Regions from separate parts of the Mus musculus genome. Here all the other regions are linked to region 1. The links are chromatin contacts, called in public HiChIP or PLAC-seq and promoter capture Hi-C maps. All regions are on one chromosome and are shown on one strand. The core of a region is the stretch at or near the end of the contact, and the rest is flanking DNA. Distances in the headings are between cores, read along the strand shown.

Region 1 (2,773 bases), core at 182-2,681:
ATCCTGGTTCTCACTAGTGAGCTATAATTCACACAGGTGGCCCTCCTCAGGTTCTTTAGTATTTTGTGGACCGTGTGGCTGTGTCTTCCTGGATGGAACTCCTCTAGGACTAAGGTGGAGTCCAGTCCTCTTGGTATTAAACACTTACATATAAACACTGCATTAATTTCCAGGCGTGGTGGCTCATACCTTTAATCTCAGCTCTTGGGAGGCAGAGGGAGGTGGATCTTTAAGTTTGAGAGTCTATAGAGTGAGCTCCAGGACAATCAGGACTACCCAGAGAAACCCTGTCTCAAAATAATAATAATAATAATAGTAATAATAATAATTAATAATAATAATAGCCCCTGCTGCCCTTGCCCGACACAACCCCTCACCAGTAACAGAGGCAGCATCATCAGCAATGGCAAGAGGTTTCTGAAGAAGTTTCATGTCCACATTCCCCAAGCCTCATCCCGATAGCCGTGAAAGGAAAGAGCTGGGACAGCCATTGCTTCAACTAACAACTGAGCTAGGTCAGGTCCAGCTTGCTCCAGGGTGGGGCTAGGATTCTGCCTGGGCCTAACCAACACTCCAGGGCTGTCAGGGAGCCTACCATTGGGCTGGGCTTCCAGGAAGCAAGTGATTCATGGTTGTCCCTGCCCTGCAGATGGACACAGGGCACCGACAGGATCAGACCTGTACCTTAGCCCTCTGGTACCAGGCACAGGCAAGGTAGACTTGGCCAGCTCCACCCCAGTCTGCAACAGCAGGAGAGCTGAGGGGGAGGGCAGAAGGCTCTCCTGTCTTCTTGAAAGCTGACTCCGCTGTGAGGCTTAGCTCTGTCACACCACAGAGCCCTGCACTCTTGGACCAGTTAGCATCTCCGAGGAGACTCTTCCTTGGTCAGATGTGAACAGATGCTATCACGCAACCAATATCTGAGTAACACATTATGCACAGAGACCATTTTAGACACTGGAGACCCAGTAAGGGACAAGCCCACATGCCCATGGAATTTTCACAAAGATGGGTAGATATGCAATGAGTGCAGTGCTGAATTTTGCCCTGCTGTGTCTTGGGATGCTTTGGCTGGGGGAGACGGAGTCCAGGAAGACCTCCCTGAGGTGGATATGTTCAGCTTGTCCCATGTTAAGCTGCATCAAGAGCAGCAACTCCGGTTCCCTAGGCCTGTTTGGGAGGGTACAGTCAGGTGACTGATAAGAAGACGCCTTCTCCCGTCTCTCTGGTGGCTGTAGACCCACAACCATCCACACATGAAGCTTCCACTCCCCTGGAAGGTAACCCCTGTCCTCTCCATCCTAGCCTTCCTTTGCCTACTGGGACTAACCTGCAGGACTCTTGCTAGCCGCCAGGAGACCAAGACCTAAAAAGAGACGGATGCCCAAGGTCAAATCGCTCCTGGGCGCACACCAGCAGTTCCACGGCCTCCTATCGCCTGCCCAGGACCGCCCGGGCAACATTTCTGCGCTGCTGGGACTCCGCCCGTCCCTTTGCAGCCCTCCCTACCCCGTCGCTCGTGCAGACCCAGCAGGACCCAGGGGCAGCCAGAGCGACAGACTAGTGTCTTTCAGGGCACCCGGCCGCTCCGACCGCCCTCCCCACAGCCAGGTCCCTCAGTCCCCTCCTCTGACCCCTCCCTCCCGTTCCTTCCTAGGCCTTTTCTGCTCCTCATCCTAGGCTCCCTAGACTCCTCTGTTTCTGATTCTTCTCTGGCCCCAAGTCTAGCTTCTCCTGTCCTCACCCTGGTCGCCTCCTCCCGGGTCCCCGCCACCCTCTCTGCGTACCGGGTGACGCAGCGCCGCCTCCCGCTCCCGCCTCCCCGCGTCACCGCCGGGCAGACTGCAGGGGCCGCTAACGGTCCCGCGCCCCCCCCGGTGTCCGCGCGCCCCGCGCCCGGCGGACGAGGCCGCGCCGGCGGCGATGGGGGCAATGGGGGCGGCGGAGCCGCTGCACTCCGTGCTGTGGGTGAAACGGCGACGCTGTGCCGTCAGCCTGGAGCCCGCGCGGGCTCTGCTACGCTGGTGGCGGAGCCCGGAGCCCGGGCCCTCCGCGCCGGGTGCCGGTAAGTGTGGCCATCCCGGGCTGGTGGGGCCGGCGCTGCATCCACCCCGGCCTGCGTAGCCCGAGCGCTCCGGGCAGGCTGGGATGGGGCGGAACTCGGAGGGAGGAGACCTGGGGCACGGGGAGAGGCGCCCGGGATACCGAGGCGCGGGGAATCCGAGACGCAGAGCCCGGGTGCCGGGCGGTCTAAGTACTCCGCGGCCTCTGGCGGGGAACCGTCTGGGTGCTGAGAGCCCAGATACTCCTGGAACTGGGATGACAAAGCCTCTGGAGGTGCTGGAGGGGGAGGGGAAGAGCGGACGTCCACAGCCCCCCACCCCCCATCCCGGAGCATCCGCGGGACCCTGGGGGAGGTCTGTTGCTGGTGCTGCCGTCGGGATGGCGCTGGCACACCTGGACAGGACTGGTTTCTGGTCATATTCTTCGTCCAATACAGTGAACCCAAGTACATACACATGTTTCTCTATGGGAGAAGCCCAGAGGGGCCCTGGCAGGGACTTCCTGCGATTAGGCAGTTGAGCAAGGGCCTTTGACTTTCCGATGGAGTGTACACCCTGCTCAGCCGCCCTCAGGGTTGAAAGAGGAGTAGCTTAGGCCAGCATGGGGAAAAAACGCAACCCACCCGCAGTGACTGGGAATGGTGCAAGGACACTAGAGCCACTCTCCCCGGTGCTTTGCTGCAGGTTGTCTGGTGGCCGACGGATTGGCG
Region 2 (2,700 bases), core at 147-2,646, 76 kb after region 1:
GTGTCTGTTCACAGCAGTAAAACCCTAACTAAGACACTATCTTATGGTTTTAAAAGGTCCAGAGATCAAACAGGTGTTCTGGGCTTGACAGAATAGATGTGTTAATGGGCCAGTTTTATTTGGAGGCTGGTGGGAAGACTGGGTATACAGCATCCTTTCCAGCATCTAGAGGAACATGCTTTGCTTGGCTGGTGACTCCCAAAGAACAATAACTACATGCTGACCTACCTCCATCCTTCCCAACTCCATCTGACCCACCAGCCTCCTCCATCTGACCCACCAGCCTCCTCCTTGAGATTGCTTTGCACCCATAGATAATCTTGGATCTTCTCACCTCAGGCTGACAACTCTGTCACATCTGCCAAGGAATGGTCACATGCATAGGTTCCAGGGATTAAGGGGATAAACATTCTTGGGGAAATTGAGATTCTACCTACCATGTTTTCCCCTGAGATAATAATAACAGACAAGGTAAAGGAGCCCCCTCCCCCAGACAGAGGCCCACAGAGGACTTTCTAGCCTCACGGCTCCCATGAGCATCACAAAACAAGAAGCCCTCCTCTGATGGGCATATTGGCCTTCCTGGGTACAGAGACCCCACCCCCACCTCAGCTGGTAGGGTTCTCCCCTCCCACTTCACTCTCTTATCACCTCCAATTATGTCCCCCAACACAGAAGCAGGACTCCCCATCAACCCACTGAGGCAGCCCAAGCAATGAATGCTTACATAGACTTCCTCAAAACCCAGTAGTTTTTTGAAAAAGGAACCAATGAACAGTCCATTGCCAGAGGCAACAGGTGTGCCATCCTATAATATGCTCACACAAGCCTTAGCTGCGCAGCAGAAAGACACCTGCTCTCCTGTGCCCTCAGTCTGAGGACAGAGACAGATACAAGCTCAGAGCCCTGTTTCCACACGGGGTTTCTTACAGGCTCAGTCAAGCGAGGAGGCCATCTGGGGCCTGTGTGTGTCTAAGTTACAAGTGAGGATTTAGGCAAAAGCCCTAGCCTAGCCCGTTAGACCACAGAGCCAATACTGCAGAGCTATGAAGCTATGTATCACATGCCACTAATGGTGTGGCACAGCTCCTAAGCCAGGGTTTTTACAAGGCCCAGTGCCAGCCATAACTGACTCTAGGCACTCAGCTGGCCTGGTTACACAGCAGGGATGGCCACAGAGCCCCTGTAGAAGGCCAGAGGGGTGGGGATGTCCACTGAAGATGAGTTGGTCCCCGAAACTAAGTCTCCAGGGTGTACCTCGAAAGAAAAGTTCGATATCACAATTTAGAAGCTCCATTCAAGGCTGCTGCTCACACGACACCCATGTTGTCACTGTGTTATTATTCATTTAAGCAGACCAGCAAACCAACTACGAGGAAGATAAGTGAGATGACTCAGGTGCACAGCAGCACCAGAGGGAGCCAAGACAGTCCCCGAGGGACAAGGTCTACCCCCTCCCTACCCACAAAGGAGCTGTTGAGGCAGCAAAATGAATGTGGTGGAGAGAAAGCCAGGGGGGATATTTCTGTGTCTAGGTATACCTTACATCTGCATAGGTCTGAGAATACTAGGTCACCTATGAGAGTGACCTTGGGGCACCTTAAGAAGAAAGAGATTCTGGTCCTTATACCCAAACCCCATTTGGAGACTGCCAGATAGCTCCAAAGCAAAGAGGCAAAAGGAACTCGAGAGCGGGAGCCCCTGAAGCCAGAGGGACCTGGTACAGCAAAGGATTCCTCACAGAACACACATGGCAGAAGCTGTGGGAGACTGGTACAGTTAGGCCACCTGCTCACCCACCTGCTCCAGGCTTTAGCTTCTCCAAGGTTCTGGAAGGTGAAGGGCAGGTAATTCATGGACCCTCGATCCCCAAGACACCCATTCCTCCCTCCTCAGTACGATGATTCAGGGGGCGCAGAGGAGATAATTCAGCCCACAGGCATGGTCTGCCCAGGCAGCGCAGCCTCCATGGCTCCCGGCCCACAGGGAAAGAAAACAACTTCAAAGCTATTTTTAAATTTGTAAAAGCAGATCTCTCAAGCAGGAATCCCTTTGGCACAAGATGCAACAGGCCTAGCCAGAGGGGGAGGGGGGCAGAATCAAATGATAAGCTTTAAATAAAATTTCTCCCCACCCAGCTAGAGCACATACACACACAGAAGCCACCGGGAGGGGAAAAGAAAGCTGTCCCCGGCCAGGCTGGGCTGCACAACTGGGCACCTGAACAGGTTTTTACCAGGCCAGTTTCCCTTCCTGTTATCCTTAAGGATCTTTCTAAAAGACAATGCCTTGCTCTCCCCAGTGTACTGAGTTCAGGGTATCTGTTCACCTTCATCCCTAGGGAAGGGCACGGTGTGATGCTCCTCCCTGGCCACTCCACTCAAAGGGTGCTGTCCCCTCCATGTCCCCCCACAGCCTGTGTGTGCTCTCCTAGGGCTCACTTATCGCCATGTTATCCACTGCTCTGCACAGAAGTGACATTTACAGCATGATGAACTGTCAACACCAGGCTGAATGCTCCTCACAATCAGGTAGCGGGCGGCCAAGTTCTGGACGTTCAGCATTCTAATATGACAGGCTGCGGCTTGGGCTTGGTATTCTGGGTTTAGGAAGTCAGTTATGGGATGAGGGCGGTGTCCTGAGATTTGTGTGCAAATAGATAGACAGACAGGAAGGAAGGAAGGAAGGAAGGAAGGAAGG
Region 3 (2,758 bases), core at 233-2,732, 100 kb after region 1:
GATTCCGAGGCTTTGCATGATGAATGGGGTAAAGAGCAGGAGACGCAGGTTCTAATCCATATCCCAACCCTACCTCCAGCTTGCTGACTGCCCCTGCAGTGGCAGACACAAGCACCCTAACACACACACACACACACACACACACACACACACACACACACACATACAAAGCTACCAACCAACCCATCTCCCTAGACCAATAAGCATCCCCAGGGCCTAAGGTATTACCAAAAATCCTGTCTGTACGCTCCCCTCTGGCCACTGTCTCTGCAGTACCAGGTCTGGGATGTTGGCTCAGACCTGAGAGTGTCCAGGTCTGCCAAAGCTCTAGGGGCACCTGGGAGCCACCTCCTGCACCCTAGGTCCACACCATGGTCCTGTAACCTGGGCAACTGGGGGCCCTGAATGTTAAGCTGGCTGTGTTGTAGGAGATGCGTCACTGTGGGCAGGGGTTGAGATTTCAAAAGCCCGTAACATGTAGAGGTGGTGGTGCATGCCTTTTATCCCAGCACTTGGGATCTCTGTGAGTTCGAAGCCAGCCTGGTTTACATACTGAGTTCCAGGACAGACAGAGCTACATAGTGAGACCCTGTCTCAAAAAAAACAAAACACCTAAAACAAAACAACACACACACACACAAGCACACTATTCACAGTTAGCTCTCACTACCTAGGATCAAGACGTACGCTCTCAGCTCCTGCTTCAAGGCCATCCTGCCTGCCAGCTGCCATGTTCCCCCACCATGATGCTCATGAACCAACCCTCTAAAACCAGGAGCTCCAAATACAATGTTTTCTTTCATGAGTTCCTTTGATCATGGCGTTTGTCACAGAAAATAAAAAGTGGCTAAGACAGAATTATGCTTATGCTGCTTCTTGAGGATCAGGGATGAATCTTACCATCCTGTGCCTCCAGTACCAATGTAGGGACAGGGCCACGTCTGCAAATCCCCTAGCAGTGGGCAAACAGAAGCTAGGTTTGATCACCTTCTACTGGATTGGCCCCAGCCATGTGGTGAGGTGGCAGGGACAGCCTGAAGCCCGCAACCTTGGCTGTGTGATTTCAGTCACACGACTTCCCCATGCCCTCGGTTCTTCTGCTAGAAGATATAGTGAGTCCCTAACTTACATGGCTGTAGAGGGTGACCTGACCCAGCACCAGAAGGACCCCAGCACCAGTAGGGACAGTAAGTAGCAAAGACAAAGATCTACTTTCCAGGAGGAGACACAAGTATCTTTAGCTCCCCCCGTAAATCTCCGTCACAAAGCCACTGGGCACTACGGTGGCCCTCCCATCTAGCAGGGGATGGAAGAGAGAAGAGGTGGTTCTGAGACTATACTAAGTGTCTCCAGGAGCTTCCGAGCAGCCTTGGTAGGGGGGAGGGGAGGAGACACAGACCAGGCATCAGGACAGAGGGATTCTGACACTCAAAGTATAACTGTGTTTGAGGGCAGGGAGCAGGGGGCCATTTTAAGGAAGCAAAGCTTCTCCAGCCAGCCACAAGCCACCAAGGTCTTTGTCCCCTCCTGCAGGAAACCCTCTGCACTCTGTCACCGGGTCCCTCAGTAGCTCTTCAGGTTTAAGGCTGAAGTGAGTTCCTAGAGCCAACCAGTCCTGGCTGCCTCGAATATATTCAATCCCTGCCCACATGAAGGCCATCTCCAGGTGACCTGGCCTCTGTCCAGGCTCACTCCACAGAACCCCAGACAGATGCACCATGACTACAGCACACTTAGAGATCCCAGCACCTCCCCCAGGCCCCTACAGTTCCTGAAACAGAGAGAACCTCCTTCCTCGGACCTGCGGTGACCACAACCCTCACTGGCAATGTCAGCAAAGCAGTCACGGTTGGAATGTTGTTGACAAGCAGAGTCACTCCAGGACTTCTATCCTCAAGCCAGCAGGCCACCACCTCATTTGTTGGCCCCTTTCTTAATCGATGAGAAATGGAACAAGCTCTGCAACCACCCATCCCCATCCTACCCGCAACACATACCAGGTCTCCCTTAGTTCCGGTCACCACTGAGGGTTGCTACTGCTGATCTGACTGATAGTTGGGGGAAAATGAGGCCTGGGAAGGCAGGCAGGGTAAGAGGTAAGACAGCAGCAATACACATTGATTCCAACATACTCCAGAGCTCCGAGCCCAGCCGTCCTTCACAGTGTAATTTAGCCCGCAGGACCCTCTGCCTTTGAGACTGAGTGGGGAATCTAACAGAGTAGCCACACACAGCTTCATTTAAGAAAACGAAGCTTGCAGGGAAAACCCTGTATTCCAGCAGGTAACTGAGCAAAACCCTCTATTACATAAGTGACTGCTCAGCAACGAGAAACCCACGCAAGAACTCCTCACTGGCAAAGCACCCTTTCCCCAGCTCCAGCCATCCTCAGAGCAGCCAGGACGCATGGAACCCATGGGACATTGGCAAGGAGAAGCCCTCTGCAGTTCCCGGATACAACCTGTCTCCCTGCCATGGCCCCGGCCCACATTCCAGAAAGCACAATGTGGCACCATCCTTGATCTGAAAGCATGCAGCCTGCTGCGGGGACAGGGCTCCGCAGATGGTGCTACGGGAAGCCCGTTGGCCACGTGGGATGGGGGCCATCTAGTCCCTGTCCAACTGCCTGACACAATGCCAACAGGCATGGTTGTGTGCCAACAAGCATTTACAAAACCCAGCGGAAACAGGTAGCTATACATACCTTCCATCCTAGATCAATGCATCTGTGAAGAGAAAGAACTCCCACAAGAGTCCT

What was found. Promoter capture Hi-C pulls out the DNA fragments that hold promoters and counts their contacts. HiChIP or PLAC-seq counts read pairs in DNA pulled down with a chosen protein or histone mark.
Region 2: a contact with region 1 is called in a promoter capture Hi-C map of pre-B cells. The contact joins the enhancer-like site here to the promoter of Cerk in region 1. A contact is called at or near these places in 2 of 39 promoter capture datasets (the C10 cell line and pre-B cells), 1 of 484 Hi-C or Micro-C datasets (embryonic stem cells), 1 of 115 datasets of contacts at active chromatin or transcription factors (effector CD8 T cells) and 2 of 9 other capture datasets (adipose tissue and liver).
Region 3: an HNF4G HiChIP or PLAC-seq map of pancreatic cancer cells shows a contact between it and region 1. The contact joins the enhancer-like site here to the promoter of Cerk in region 1. A contact is called at or near these places in 3 of 39 promoter capture datasets (the C10 cell line, macrophages and pre-B cells), 3 of 484 Hi-C or Micro-C datasets (liver, muscle stem cells and uterus), 2 of 115 datasets of contacts at active chromatin or transcription factors (effector CD8 T cells and pancreatic cancer cells) and 3 of 9 other capture datasets (adipose tissue, liver and pancreatic islet).

The regions. Positions count from the first base shown.
Region 1 is chr15:86,184,799-86,187,571 of GRCm38.p6, reverse strand. It overlaps Cerk (ceramide kinase), which reads left to right and starts at 1,431. Exons shown (of 13, transcript NM_145475.4): 1 at 1,431-2,065. The coding sequence starts at 1,924. It overlaps Gm15569 (predicted gene 15569), which reads right to left and starts at 1,844. Exons shown (of 3, transcript NR_155352.1): 1 at 1,788-1,844; 2 at 1,331-1,366; 3 at 376-920.
Region 2 is chr15:86,109,202-86,111,901 of GRCm38.p6, reverse strand. All of the region lies in intron 3 of Gramd4 (GRAM domain containing 4), which reads right to left. Among named protein-coding and RNA genes, the nearest start is that of Gm15722, 19 kb to the right of the region's middle. Within about 2 kb of position 1,396, at least 61 of the 459 cell types and tissues checked have an H3K27ac peak or open chromatin away from gene starts, as enhancers often do. A contact at or near this core is called in pre-B cells, where this site is marked.
Region 3 is chr15:86,082,480-86,085,237 of GRCm38.p6, reverse strand. The region is part of intron 1 of Gramd4 (GRAM domain containing 4); the gene reads right to left. Among named protein-coding and RNA genes, the nearest start is that of Gm15722, 7.5 kb to the left of the region's middle. Within about 2 kb of position 1,482, at least 58 of the 459 cell types and tissues checked have an H3K27ac peak or open chromatin away from gene starts, as enhancers often do. A contact at or near this core is called in muscle stem cells and pancreatic cancer cells, where this site is marked.